Regions from separate parts of the Mus musculus genome. Here regions 2 and 3 are each linked to region 1. The links are chromatin contacts, called in public Hi-C and HiChIP or PLAC-seq maps. All regions are on one chromosome and are shown on one strand. Each heading gives the region's core, a stretch centred on a gene start, on an enhancer-like site or on the middle of the called end of the contact. The rest is flanking DNA. Distances are from core to core; before and after follow the strand shown.

Evidence for each region. A called contact is a pair of places that touch in the nucleus more often than the background predicts. HiChIP or PLAC-seq counts read pairs in DNA pulled down with a chosen protein or histone mark.
Region 2: a contact with region 1 is called in a Hi-C map of natural killer cells, with 3 times the contacts expected there. The contact joins two enhancer-like sites. A contact is called at or near these places in 1 of 15 datasets of contacts at CTCF or cohesin (CD8 T cells), 2 of 484 Hi-C or Micro-C datasets (CD8 T cells and natural killer cells) and 2 of 115 datasets of contacts at active chromatin or transcription factors (CD8 T cells and effector CD8 T cells).
Region 3: an H3K27ac HiChIP or PLAC-seq map of bone marrow-derived dendritic cells shows a contact between it and region 1, with 2.7 times the contacts expected there. The contact joins two enhancer-like sites. A contact is called at or near these places in 3 of 484 Hi-C or Micro-C datasets (bone marrow-derived dendritic cells, group 2 innate lymphoid cells and uterus), 3 of 115 datasets of contacts at active chromatin or transcription factors (CD8 T cells, bone marrow-derived dendritic cells and embryonic stem cells) and 1 of 9 other capture datasets (bone marrow-derived macrophages).

Annotation. Positions count from the first base shown.
Region 1 is chr15:5,515,376-5,520,121 of GRCm38.p6, reverse strand. All of the region lies in intron 1 of 5430437J10Rik (RIKEN cDNA 5430437J10 gene), which reads right to left. Among named protein-coding and RNA genes, the nearest start is that of 5430437J10Rik, 21 kb to the right of the region's middle. Within about 2 kb of position 2,716, at least 91 of the 459 cell types and tissues checked have an H3K27ac peak or open chromatin away from gene starts, as enhancers often do. A contact at or near this core is called in CD8 T cells, bone marrow-derived dendritic cells, bone marrow-derived macrophages and 2 more, where this site is marked.
Region 2 is chr15:5,692,725-5,697,470 of GRCm38.p6, reverse strand. It overlaps Gm41258 (a long non-coding RNA gene), which reads right to left. Exons shown (of 3, transcript XR_875008.2): 2 at 4,142-4,323. Among named protein-coding and RNA genes, the nearest start is that of Gm41258, 21 kb to the right of the region's middle. Within about 2 kb of position 2,265, at least 13 of the 459 cell types and tissues checked have an H3K27ac peak or open chromatin away from gene starts, as enhancers often do. A contact at or near this core is called in CD8 T cells, effector CD8 T cells and natural killer cells, where this site is marked.
Region 3 is chr15:5,347,133-5,351,878 of GRCm38.p6, reverse strand. It overlaps the pseudogene Gm46496. Among named protein-coding and RNA genes, the nearest start is that of Gm41257, 95 kb to the right of the region's middle. Within about 2 kb of position 2,793, at least 22 of the 459 cell types and tissues checked have an H3K27ac peak or open chromatin away from gene starts, as enhancers often do. A contact at or near this core is called in bone marrow-derived dendritic cells and bone marrow-derived macrophages, where this site is marked.

The DNA of each region.
Region 1 (4,746 bases), core at 1,467-3,966:
GGGGCATGTCTGGGTTCATGATCCTGTGGCAGCCAGGGTCTATGTTGGATTTTCAGGTCTGTGTTACCACCAAAGGCCATGCAGATGCCCCTGGTTTGGACTCCTGCTTGAGGCACTGTGCAGAGCTGCACCCCACCCCCCACCCCTTGATTGCCTCCACACTCTGGAAAACTGGCCCCTTTCCCTCACCTGAACAGCATAGTAGAGCTAACCCCGAGGGCATGAACTCAAGAGAGCTAGCCCCTCTCCTAGTCTGCTGTAGGGTGGCATGAGAGAAGGAGAGATTCCTTCCCCCAACACATATACACACACCCCTCCCCACCTGCCACAGGCAGGTAAGCTGGCCATGGGAGAGTTGGCTTAGAGGTCATTAGAGTGGGAGCGCTAGAGCAGGCCCTGCACCTCACCTGGGCAGCACAGTAGAGCTGGCCCAAGTGAGGAAGGCAAGGGTGAGCCAGCCCTGAGGACAGGACAGTAAGTGAGCTGACTTCATTCCAGCTGCAACATTGGCTGAGCTACCCAGAGATGTGCCAGAGAGCTTGCCCTGGTGGTAGGAGCACAGAAGAACTGGTGGGCTGACCAGCTCCATTACCTCTCAGGCCCAAATCCAAGGCTTAGAGTTGGCCCACTCTACATCTAACTCCTCTATGATCTGCTGGAGCACATAAAAGGGCTGTCCTGCAGATCCAAAGCTGCAGGATCTCCATGACACAGGGCAACAACAGGATAACCAGGAGGTGTCCAGTAAGGTTCCAGTATTGATAATGTAGCAAAAGCCAGAGGCCTCATACTAGACCAATGAGTGATTGCAGCAAACACTTGCAAGCAAAGAAGTGTGAACAAAAGGGCACACTGTGTGACACACTACAGCTTCCATGACAATGTTTTTATTCTATCTTTTCAATTTAATTTAATTTAATTTGGGATGGAGAGGTTGCAAGGGAAGGAGGCAGATATGTATGGATAGGATGAGGAGATGAGTGGGATTGAATTGCATGATGGGAAATTCACAAAGAATTAATAGAAAGTTTTTTATAAAAGAAGGTTGGTATATGTCTATGTTTTTAACCCATGTTTATCATGAACCATCGTGTGGGGCAGATGTCTGATTAAGGTAAAGCACTTGAGGTAGAAAAACAGGAAGGAACACAGGAAGGGAAAGAAGGAGGCAGGAGGGAGGAAGGGAGGAAAGGTAGAAAAACTTTGTCACATCTTGAAGAACTCCAAGTTAAGACCCAAACCAGAGTAGCTTACCAAAAGTATAGTTTAGAAGACGTCGTGCATGCATAGGACAGGTATGTACAGTGGGAGAAAAATCAACCTTTAACTCTTATGCTTGTACTTCCAGAAGTCCCTGGATAAGTTACAAATGTCCTCCTCAATGGGTACACCATATAGCTTCATCAAGATTTCTTGGTCACTGGAAGACTGCAACAGTCTTCTGAAGGAGTAGGCCTAACTTTAGTACCAAGGTAGCAGAAAGTAGACACCGTGTGAAGGAGCCAAAGGCAGTGAAGAGCAGTGTCGTCTCTTTCTTCAACACTTCAAAGGAATTCGGAGTAATAGCTACCTCTTTAAGCAGGCCGATAACTCGATGTTATCATCTTAAAGGCCCCAGAGGGACAGAGAAAAGTTAGGTCGAACTCCCTGGCAATGCTGGCACACTTCTGATTCACCTGAACACCACCCACAGGCCAGAGAAGAAATGGTAACTCTCCAGAGCTTTCTTCTCACATTAAAAGAATGTTAAGCAATCTTATTTGAGAGGACCTGTGGCCACTGTCCCACTAGGAACTGCTTTATGAATTCTGGACTGTGCTATTAAGACAAACGATGAACTTCGGTGTGTACTAAAGTCAGAAAGAGCCAGGCAGCCCTTGGGATAAAATTTCATAGCCACACAACTAGAGACATATTTGGTAAAAAAGAAAAAAAGGATGTCAGGGGGATTTCCAAAATCTCCTAACTGGAGGACAATCATAGCGGTGAGTTTGTGGGGAGAGTCGACCAATCACGGAGCTCTAGCTTGTGTTTTAAGGAAAAGGAAACTTGATTACCAGGAAAAAAAAAAAAAAAGTAAGTGTCAAGAAGGGACCCAACAATAATTAGTCCTGTTGTGAGGGGGAAATGCTTCTCAGAAAGCCATTTCACATCAAACGCCAATGTGGCCTCCTATCAAACCTCACTGTTCATGTTTTTTTTCAGATCTCTGAACAAGTTGAATGGAGTGGTTTCCCTTTCAACTACATTATAAAGCGTTTTCAAAGGCTTGTGCTATCTCCATTTGTAGTATCTGATAGTGAAGGGGCAGAGTTCATTTTTAGCCAATAAAATAACTCTTCATGAGGTTGTGAATTTGAGCCCAGACAAGCCACAAAAAGTACAGACTCAACTAGACGTTCAAAGTTCCTAAAACGCACACATACATCACTGCGAACAGTAAATACAGGAAGCACAGACCATTCTTCAGCCCTGGTCTCAGTTTTGATGAACTGTTTTGCCATGAAGAATCTTCCCTCAGACGGCTTGCACTAGAAAGAAAAGGACAAAAATACCCAGCCCTGGCTTTCTCACGGGGCAAACCTTTTCCTTTCTCTGTGTGAAAACTTCAAGGGTTTCTGATTGCCCACAAAAATTTTACAAGCTAGTCCCACAACATAATGTGACTTTTTAAAGAACAAGGAAGTGCAAGGGCCTCTCGCAGGCAGCGGCAGTGTGTTTAACTGCTGGTGTTAGCCACAGCAGTATGACCTCTGCTTAGAGCAGCTTTGACCACCAGTCATCAGCTCTGGGGAGAGACATACCCAATGTGACACAGGAAAGAAGTGTCAACTGTGGTAAGTCATGGCTGAGACCTATGGAGAATGAAACCCGTCACCAAAGTAGATCCAAAGCATAGGAAGGGTCCAGAATTCTCCATTTGGCAAAGTCAAATACAGGCATTATCTTCCTGACCTTGCTAGCAAACAAGGATACTGATGTGATAGAGAAACCTGAGAAGGGTATTGAATTTTGTTCTGTGACGGATTGAACCCAAGGCCTAACATCTGCCACTAAAGCTACATCTCCAGCTTTAGCAACAATGTGAATTTCCCTTCACATTTGATATATTTAAACATTACAGCATGCATGTAAGATACACGTTCTCTTTGTATATTATAAGCACCAATATTTTCTCTCAAATTTTGTGTGATACAAACCAAGATTATTTTTTATTCTTCACCAATTTTGTATATGTACACACTGAACTTGGGGGGCATTTTCACACCTTCTTATGTATTTCTTATCCATCCCATCTTATCTTCTCTTTCTCTTATCTCTTGCTTTGTCTCCTGAAACCTTTTTTCTTTCCAACAAGGCCCCTCCTACTTTGATGACATTTCTTTCTTATCCAATGGATTTAGTTATAGTTGCTTGAATGGGTATGAGTGGAGGGTCATTAACTGGAATATAGACAACTTACCAGTGGATATACTGACACAGAAAATGAACTCTTTCCCCCCAAACCTATTAACTGGCTGTAGTCCTTCAGTGAGGGGTGAAGCCTCAGGAGCCTCCAACAGGTACTAGAGGAAAGTGAGGTTCCAGTCTTGTGTAGGTCTTAGGTGGGTAACACTACTGCAGTGAGTTCACACGTGCAAACACTGTGTTGTGTCCAGAAGATATTATTTTTAAAGCTGCTTTATGCTTTATTTTCTGTGTGTGCATATAAGGAGAGGTGTTACTGTGTAGGGTTGTGCATACATGTGAACACGTTCACTATATGTAGAGATCAGAAAACAACTTACAGGAACTGGTTCTCCCCTACTGGCCATATGGATCGTAGAAAGAAATCTAGGTCATCAGGCTCAGCATCAGAGTCATGTTATTGTCCCATAGGAAATCTTCTTAGCACTCCATGCCAAACTCTGGCTCTTAAATATGTCCTCCCATCTCCTTCCACAGTGGTCCTTGAGCCTCATCATGGGTAGAATAGAGAGATCTGGTTGAGGAACAAGCACTCTCTGACTATTTACTCTCTGGAGTGTGACTAGTTGTAGATCTCTAAACTAGCTGTTGCCTGCTGCAAAAAGAAACTTAGACTTAGAACAGCACTGATCTATGAGTATAAACCTAAGCATTTGGAGGACAGTTGAATACCATGCCCATGTAAGATAACAGTCACAAGTCAAGAAAGTCTTCTAAACTTATTTCTATTGGAGAAAACACTGACATAGTCCATCTTCTTTGAGAGACATGGACAGAAGACATGCTTTGGGATGCTTAGCATCACTTCAGTGTCTGCTTTCTTCAATAAGTTAACTTTAACAAGTGCACCTTTAGCAAGCTAATAATTTTTATCTCCTTGTGGCAAAAAAAAAGGAGGATAGCCCATCCACACGTAGAAGATGACAGCCTTGAGGTGAGATCATCTTGGATTGCATGTTCTTAAATAGCTGGTATCTACTCAGTCAGGGTCAGGACTGATTTTTCTTCTAACTAGCAGGCCATCATTTTAAAAATATTCCTCCATTGCAAAAGTGAGATCTAATCCCCTGCTCATGCGTGTGTTCTATCTTGCAAGCACTATGATGAACTATGTGGCAGAAACAACATTCTACCAACACTGGCTCTTAACTCTAAGAGAAACTGCAGTTTCAGCTTACCTTTATTTTAAGAGCATTGAATGCCACATTAGAAATCTCCCTGGTATTTCAGAGCCCATTTGGTGATGCCATGACATGATATATAAAGATAAGGCCAGCT
Region 2 (4,746 bases), core at 1,016-3,515, 180 kb before region 1:
GTATCCATTCCTCTGTTGAGGGGCATCTGGGTTCTTTTCAGTTTCTGGCTATTATAAATAAGGCTGCTATGAACATAGTGGAGCATGTGTCCTTCTTACCAGTTGAAACACCTTTTGGATATATGCCCAGGAGAGGTATTGCTGGATTCCCTGGTAGTACTACGTCCAATTTTCTGAGGAACCGCCAGACTGATTTCCAGAGTGGTTGTACAAGCTTGCAATCCCACCAACACTGGAGGAGTGTTCCTTTTTCTCAATATCCTCGCCAGCGTCTGCAGTCACCTGCATTTTTGATCTTAGCCATTCTGACTGGTGTGAGGTGGAATCTCAGGGTTGGTTTGATTTGCATTTCCCTGATGATTAAGGATGCTAAACATTTTCTCATGTGCTTCTCAGCCATTCAGTATTCCTCAGGTAAGAATTCTTTGTTTAGCTCTGAGCCCCATTTTTAATGGGGTTATTTGATGTTCTGGAGTCCACCTTCTTGACTTCTTTATATATATTGGATATTAGTCCCCTATCTGATTTAGGATAGGTAAAGATCCTTTCCCAATCTGTTGGTGGCCTTTTTGTCTTATTGATGGTGTTTTTGCCTTGCAGAAGCTTTGCAATTTTATGAGGTCCCATTTGTCGATTCTCTATCTTACAGCACAAGCCATTGCTGTTCTATTCAGGAATTTTCCCCCTGTACCCATATCTTCGAGGCTTTTCCCTACTTTATCCTCTATAAGTTTCAGTGATTCAGGTGACAGCAGATGCTGGGAGGATGTGGAGAAAGAGGAAGACTCCTCCACTGTTGGTGGGATTGCAAGCTTGTACAACCACTCTGGAAATCAGTCTGGCAGTTCCTCAGAAAATTGGACATAGTACTACCGGAGGATCCCCAATATCTCTCCTGGGAATATATCCAGAAGATTTTCCAACTGGTAAGAAGGACACATGCTCCACTATGTTCATAGCAGCCTTATTTATAATAGCCAGAAGCTGGAAAGAACCCAGATGCCCCTCAACAGAGGAATGGATACAGAAAATGTGGTACATTTACACAATGGAGTACTATTCAGCTATTAAAAACAATGAATTTATGAAATTCCTAGGCAAATGGATGGACCTGGAGGGCATCATCCTGAGTGAGGTAACCCAATCACAAAGGAACTCACACAATATGTACTCACTGATAAGTGGATATTAGCCCAGAAACTTAGAATACCCAAGATATAAGATACACTTTGCAAAACACAGGAAACTCAAGAAGAAGGAAGACCAAAGTGTGGACACTTTGCCCCTTCTTAGAATTGGGAACAAAACACCCATGGAAGGAGTTACAGAGACAAAGTTTAGAGCTGAGATGAAAGGATGGACCATCTAGAAACTGCCATATTTGGGATCCATCCCATAATCAGCTTCCAAACGCTGACACCATTGCATACACTAGCAAGATTTTGCTGAAAGGACCCTGCTATAGCTGTCTCTTGTGAGACTATGCCGGGGCCTAGCAAACACAGAAGTGGATGCTCACAGTCAGCTACTGGATGGATCACAGGGCCCCCAATGGAGGAGCTAGAAAAAGTAACCAAGGAGCTAAAGGGATCTGCAACCCTATAGGTGGAACAACAATATAAACTAACCAGTACCCCCCAGAGCTCGTGTCTCTAGCTGCATATGTATCAAAAGACGGCCTAGTCGGCCATCAGTGGAAAGAGACCCATTGGTCGTGCAAACTTTATCTGCCTCAGTACAGGGAAATGCCAGGGCCAAGAAGTGGGAGTGGGTGGGTGGGGGAGTAGGTGAGGGAATGTGTGGGGGACTTTTGGGATAGCATTGGAAATGTAAATGAAATAAGTACCTAATTAAAAAATAAAATAAAATAACAAAAAAAGAAGCAACTATATAAGCTTCTAATTTTCACAAATATCTAAAGTAATTCAACAATTTAATATTGGTCACATAAGCACAGGAGAGAGAAATTTCAAAACAAAACATACTGTAATGCTATGACAAGCAGTAATAATACTTCATATTCTACTTTCTAGGAAGAGAGCGTGCTAAAACAAGAAAAATGGGAAAATATTGGAAGAGCCATCACATTAGTGAAGCCAGTCTCTGAACAGGGCTAGGAGAGAAGATTCCCACAGCACCCAGGCCTATGCACTGACACCTCAACGTTTTAAACCCCAAAGTGTCAAAGGTGTTGGGGGTGATGTACTGTCTCTCAGGCCTCTGAATAACAGTTTCAAGTCAGAAAGGGGTTTTCCACATTAGCCGCAGCTGACCACAGCTGACTAATGAGCTCCCTCACTTCCTAGCTACCTTCTTCGCTGGTTGATGTTCTCACCAATGGAGATGTTTACTGTATTTTGGGCATCCTAGGCTCTTCATTAGCCACATGTTCACTTAACACACTAAAATTTGTTAACATTTCTGGTGCATAAGTTCTTCCAATGTAAACTGCATACCATGAAGACTCTCCTCTTGCTAACTACATGTAGCTGAAATAGAGTGCTGGGACATGCCAAATGAATATTAGTCTGAAATATGAAGGAAGACATGCTGTTAAAACAGATACAAGCATTATTCTTTTAACACTTTGCTAGCTATTAAGTGATGAGACTATTGATTTTACATTTTGTTTACATTCATGAAAATTATAATATGGGTAATTCTGTTTACTTACCCAATGAATTTCCTAAGGACCCTTTTTAAAAACATATAATATTCAGCGAACCTGTTTCCCTCATCCTCCTCTCTCCCTGCCCAGCCTCCTGTCAGTCACTGCCATTTCCATAAACAACTATGCTTCTACTTTTCTAACATAGGTAATTGTGTCTTCTCTTTTCTATAATTTGAAACTCTGGGTACACTATCTTCCATTTGAAAAATTACACTTTATTACGTATTCCATAAGAGACAAAATTTTCTTCTTCTTTTTCTTGCCTCTGTGATGGTGTGCCATACTACCATTTAAGCCATGGGTGCACTTCCAAAAGCTTAGGGCTACTCCTTTGTCATATTTCTAAGCAACAAAAAATGTCTTTTAGCCCAAGAAGCTTTTTTCTGTCATATTTTTTTCTCAAAAAGGAGCAGAATGCATTTCCAAGTATGTAGTATTAATGTTACCTGTTTCTAAGAACATTTAAGATAATATTTAGATTGAAGAACCAACATTCATACATACAATCTAAGTTGTGGAAGAAAAGTTCAATCACAGAGAGAGAGAGAGAGAGCGAAAGAGAGAGAGAGACAGAGAGACAGAGAGACAGAGACAGAGAGACACAGAGAGATAGAGACAGAGAGACAGAGACAGAGAGACAGAGACAGAGAGACAGAGAGTTTTCTCTCTCAGTATTATAAAAAGAAGCCAAAAGCCGATATTTAAATTGGTAGATCTGAGTTTTAGGCTGTGAATCTATCTAGCCTTGGCTGTGGAAACCACATATACCTACAACTGAGTTACTTGGTCTGCATAATAAGAGGAAATAGAAACAGGCTGTAGATATAAACCACAAAGATCTTCATGATGAGAATGATGAGAATAAAGCTCTAAGAAAATCATCATAAGAGACCTTCAGGGCTAAGAAATTATACAAAAGAGACATTATTGATTTCATGGAAACAAATAAAAAGGGATCAAATATCTACATACAAGATCTGTCAATTCCTCTACATTCTCTTTACATCTACATACTAGATCTGTCAGTTCCTCTACATCCCCTTTACAGGGCTCCTAGGCTTTCAGGATATCTCTCCACAAATCTGCTCACTATCAAATCCATGGTAATTCTTATTTTGCTCCCAATTGACTAATGTTTGTGGTATGCAATGGTCCTCTACATTACCAGCAGGGAAAAGTAACCCAGCCACAGACCTTTCAGTCTACAGTGGGGACCTGTCTACAAGATATGCTGGTGCAATAATGGCACAAAAGTTGTAAGAATAACCAAGCACTATCTGATTGAAATTAAGGCCCACTCATCATGAGACAGAATCTGTGTCTGGCACTGCCAAGATGACAAAGAACACAAAACTAGATAGGCCATGGACCTGGAGGAAAAACAAATACTATTGTTCTACTAATGGAACACAGCAATAAAGTAACTCCAAAAGACATTCTGGAATACTCTTAGGCCAATGCCTTGCTCACCCATCATCATAGATGCTTCTTTCTGCAGTAGATGAGAACAAATAGAGAGACCCAAAACTGGACAATGTTCAGAGAGTTAGAGGCCTTGAACTACTCATTCCTTAATGGGATACCTCCATCAAATCCTTCCCCTCAGGGCTCAGGTAACTCTTCAGGAGATGAAGCAGAAAGATGGTTAAGAGCTGGTAGAGAAAAAAAAAAGACATCAAGGAACTAAGAACTTATAGATACAACAGTACTGACACACATATGTATTCACAGAGACTGTGGTAGCAGCATGCACAGGGCCTACATAGGTCTAAGTCATACAGGGTCCCATTGCAAAAAAAAAATAGACACAAGCCCCCATCTCTAACCCCCAAACTATCTCCAGTTGATATCCACTCATAAATGAAAAATTAGTTTCATTGGGTATACACATTATACTAAATGGCAGGCTCCAACACAAAACTAACTCATTATTATTAGTAATATCATTGTTGTTGTTGTTTTGGAGGGTTTTCGTCTATAGGCATCTTCTTTTTGCCTTACATATCTTTTCCCTATACATGGTGGTTTCTGATTTACAGATTTTCTGTGTGCTCAAATGTGTGTGTGCATCTACA
Region 3 (4,746 bases), core at 1,544-4,043, 170 kb after region 1:
TGTGGGTGTTACAATCTCTGAGCTGGTAGTCTTGGGTTCTATAAGAGAGCAGGCTGAGCAAGCCAGGGGAAGCAAGCCAGTAAGTAACATCCCTCCTTGGCCTCTGCCTCAGCTCCTGCTTCCCGATTTGGTTGCCTTCCAGTCCTGGTTTCCTTTGATGATGAACAGCAATGTGGAAGTGTAAGCTGAATAAACCCTTTCCTCCTCAACTTGCTTCTTGGTCATGATGTTTTGTCCAGGAATAGAAACCCTGACTAAGACAGCTGTGTAATACCTGGTAAGGAACTCTGAAACAATACCATTGTCTTTAGCCTGAAGTCAGAGGACAGTCTCTCATTCTTTGCTTGTTTGTTTTGTTTATCTTTTGTTTTGATAGTCTAATTACACAGACCAAGTTAGTCTGAAATTCACAGTGTGATCCAAGCTGGTCCTGAACTCTTGATCCCCCTACTTCAGTTTCTCAACTACTAGGATTATAAGCATGTGTCACTTCACTGAGAAGGATACATCTCAGTAACTCTATCTAAATCTAATTCTTAATACTTTCCAAACCTCAGCTACGCTACACTTGGAGGAAAATATTTTTGCATTAGACAGTTTGTAGAACTAAGAAGTCTCAGATACCTAGTTCATAAAAGCATATTGCTTCTTTCCTTACAGACATAACTAGATGTTATCTTGCAAAAATAATAAATATATATAAACATATATGTGCATATATATGACATGCAATCTGAAGTGTTAAGTCTTTGCTTGAAACACTGCATGCACCAAAAGCTGGTTTTATTGGTTCGTTATTCTAGCTCAAAATTACTCCAAGACAATTTATCTCACACTTTTCTTAAGCTGGTTTTGGCCCAAGCAAGTTGGCTAAGATTGTGCAAATAATCTTCTGCTTTAATTCTTTTGTTGTTTTTTATTTTGTTCACGGTTCTCTTTAAGGTCAGTGCAGAATGATTTATCCAAGCGAATCATTTATCTCTGCAGTGGCTGAACCAGAGTTAAGTTGTATCATTCTTTACTCAGTGTTGCTAATGCCCCGTCATTAACCATAAACCACCTGGGATTTTGCAGCTCTGTTGTGTATTCCTGGTTGCCATGCTAGAATAGAGGTCCACGGGCAGAATTAAGCACTTGCTTGTTACTGTCATGCAGGAGGGGAGACTGAATTTTCCAGGACCTTTGGTCTTGAGATCAGAGGGTTTGCCCACAAGGCTCATGCACGAGCTTCTGTAATTATGAACAGCGGCAGGCGAGCAGGAGCATTGCAGCACACTCTGTCTTCTTCCCCATGAACAGGCTATTTATTCTTAAGGAGAAAAATGACCAGAGAAAGGCTAACAAGCTGCCAAACATGTAATATCTACCATTAGCTCCAAAACACAGAATTCATTGAAGTTTTGGTTTCATGGGAGGAAAAAAAAAGATTTTCACGTAAAAGAGTTCTTCTAACCCTTGCTGTTCACAGCCTGCCACTTGGCAATTCCTTCTGGTTATCCCCTACTTTCTTGTGTTTATTCATTTATTTCCACTCAAGTATTCAGTAGCAAGACAAACAGTAGAATAAAGTGTTCTCAAAGTTAGTTTCCAAAGCACACCAATTTCCAGAGATACTCCAAGATTTCCATACAATTGAATCTTAGTTGTATGCTTTTATAGTTTTCAAGAATTGGTGGAGATTAGTGTGCTGTTTTTCTCAGTTGAATGCGTTGCTCCGGGCATTTTCCCTCATATTCTGTTCTGTGCACTGTTTATCAGCATTCAGCCATTCTATGAGGCCATTATTTATGCTATAAGTTTACTTTCTTAGCTACTTTAAGTTAAATTTAGCAGTGGTGGGTGATTCTGCAAAAATGACTCTGACTTTCTGAAGTTCTTCCACCTGAGCATGTCTGGGTGTTTACATTTCTTTCTGCTTACAATTCCTAACAAAATCTCTTTCCTCAAGGCCACCTCTAATCTCATTCCTCCATGAAAACCTTTCATTGACATCTCATTGCCTAATGCACAATATCCCAGCCCAGAGGCAGCAGAGCACAAGATCGTGCTGTGAGCTGCAACAGCACTTTGCTCTTGTGTGAAACTGACCGACTCCACACTTGGAAGTTCATGTGTGTAATCACAACACACAGAAAAAAAGAAAGTGCACATTTTACTCATAATGCATTCCTAGAATCTATGTGATTCATGTTCCCAAGGAAGCCACATTAAATTATTTGTGTCACTGCAAGCTGCAAACATTAAACAAGCTAAATTACAGCTAGTAGGTACAATTTTGAGCAAATAAAGCTGTAAATATGTACCTTAGAATTTCTGTATATAACAAAATTGTTTTTCATGCCAAAAAGGAAATATTATCAAATACTGTCATTATGGTTATAAGGAACTGTTGTCTGTTTGCATTTAATATGATTCTAGAATATTTTACTTAAATTTAATATTCATACTACAAACTCTAAAGAGTTTTTTAATGCTGATCATAATTAATACCTCCTAGGAGCTTCAAGAGAAGCTACTGACTCAGGGTTAGAATTAGATCTGACTCTGTGTAAAGCAAATATGCATGTGGCTTGGCCAAACTACAATCCCATAGAATTTGACACCTCAAACTTGATACAGATTAGTCGTCCACTGAACATTGAAATCACCACTGCTAAACAGAAAATTAAAAAGTATGAAATATCGAAGGAAAAGAAGGAAAAACTCAACCAACAAAGTTACATCATATGGGCAAGTCCCAGCCCAGAAATAGAGAACAAAAACCAGGAACACAAAACGCCAAGACCGTGCATTACCCCTAATGGAGAGAGGGGCTGGGCCTACAACAGGAGCATGAGTAATTTATACAGTATTGCTGATATTATACTTCTTGACCTAACCACTGGTTGCATAAGCTTATTTAGTATCTAGTAATGTATATAGTTTTCAAAACATTCACTGGGCATTAGACTACATTGCCATGAAAACAATTTCATGCAGGCAAGAGTATATGAGCATTTGAGCACATTCCCCTCCATGCTTCCTAACCTCTCATTCCCCACCCTCGCTCCCTCCTGCCCCCAAGCATCCCTTTTGTTCTCCTAGAGAGTCTTGTTTCTACTTTCCCATAATACATAGGTACATGATTTTATACCTCTACATAAAACCTGGGAACCACAAATAGAAGGAAAAAACGTATTTTTCTTTCTGAGATGATCTTAATCAGTTAATATGATTATCTACTGTGGGATAGGTCTGCAATTCTTTTTTTTCTTTTTTTTTTCTTTTGTTTGTTTGTTTGTTTGTTTGTTGTTTTGAGACAGGGTTTCTCTGTATAGCCCTGGCTGTCTTGCAACTCACTCTGTAGACCAGGCTGGCCTCTAACTCAGAAATCCTCCTGCCTCTGCCTCCCAAGTGCTGGGATTAAAGGCGTGCGCCACCACTGCCCGGTGGGTATGCTCTTCTAACAGTGTATTTTGATTTAAGATGTTTTTAAAAGATCCATGAAATCAAAGAAACCTTCCACTGCGACGTGGAAAATGCAACCTCTGAAAGGTCCTGTGTATCTCCATCAAGTCCCCAATTGAAACATGACTAATGAAAAAGCACAGATAAGCCAAGAGTCAACCACTTGAGCTGGACAACCTTTGTTCTTATTTTTTGTAATGTACTTCATTGCTGGATACATTCAGACAGGGGCTGTTAGAACACTAGGGATGAAAGGAAGTTACCATCTCAGACCACACACTGCACCAAGTAGTTGCCATGAGAGAACGTATTTGGGAAAAGAGCTCTGATCATACCTAAGTGACAGCTTGTCTCCTAGAAATTCGCTGTGGCCTCATCACTGTGAAAGTATGTTCCCCATGCTCACCATCACTTCCCCAAAACTGTTTTTTCTTTATCTGCTCTAAAGTTCGGGAACAAGCATTTTACCAACGCTTCTGGCACTGGAACCCTGTACTTCCCAGTGCGGAAGCACCAGCTCATTGCAGTGGTAACAGCTGGATGCTTGGAACATGTTCGCAAGGGACTATGCTGATCCTTCAAGTCTGGACTCTCTGCAGTTCCCAAAGAGCATATTTCTGAGATCATGTTATCTAGTTCAAGAGTCAAGCATACAGTCACTGTGGCCAGGAAGTTCAACAGGAACAAGATAAAAAAAAATGATAAATAGCCATGAAAATGTGTTTGTTGAGTGAAATAGCCAAGAAAATGTGTTTGTTGAGTGGGGTCTTGTTCCTTTGACCAAAATATAAAAAGCCCCTTTTATATAATCAGTCCTGGCAAGAATTCAACTTCCTTCTTCATGGAAATAAATGAGTACAAGAACTCACTACTGACTAAAATTTTTAATTACTTCTAGAACATTCTGCTATACAGTTCGTAGGTCCTTGCACACATTTTCCAGAAAATCATGTCTTGACATATTAAACAAACCTGTGAAACTAAGCCTATGGTTAAAGCATGATTTACCCTTACAAACATATTCCTCTTAACTTCACAGGCACAGAAAGCACTAAGATTTGAAGAATAGTTAAGTCATTTGTGCGAAAACCTTAGCTCTACCATCAAGTTAAAAGGACTTAACAAGGATCATGAAACTAATGCAAGCTTAAGCTGAGGCTGGAATCCAGGATTGTTAATTTCTAAAATACCTCAGTCACACCACATCAGGATGCCTTTAACTCATGAGCAATTACATGAAGTAATGACAGTCCAGCTTAGTGGGTTGTGCGTTGTTGCCCAATCAGAGCCAAGGGCTAG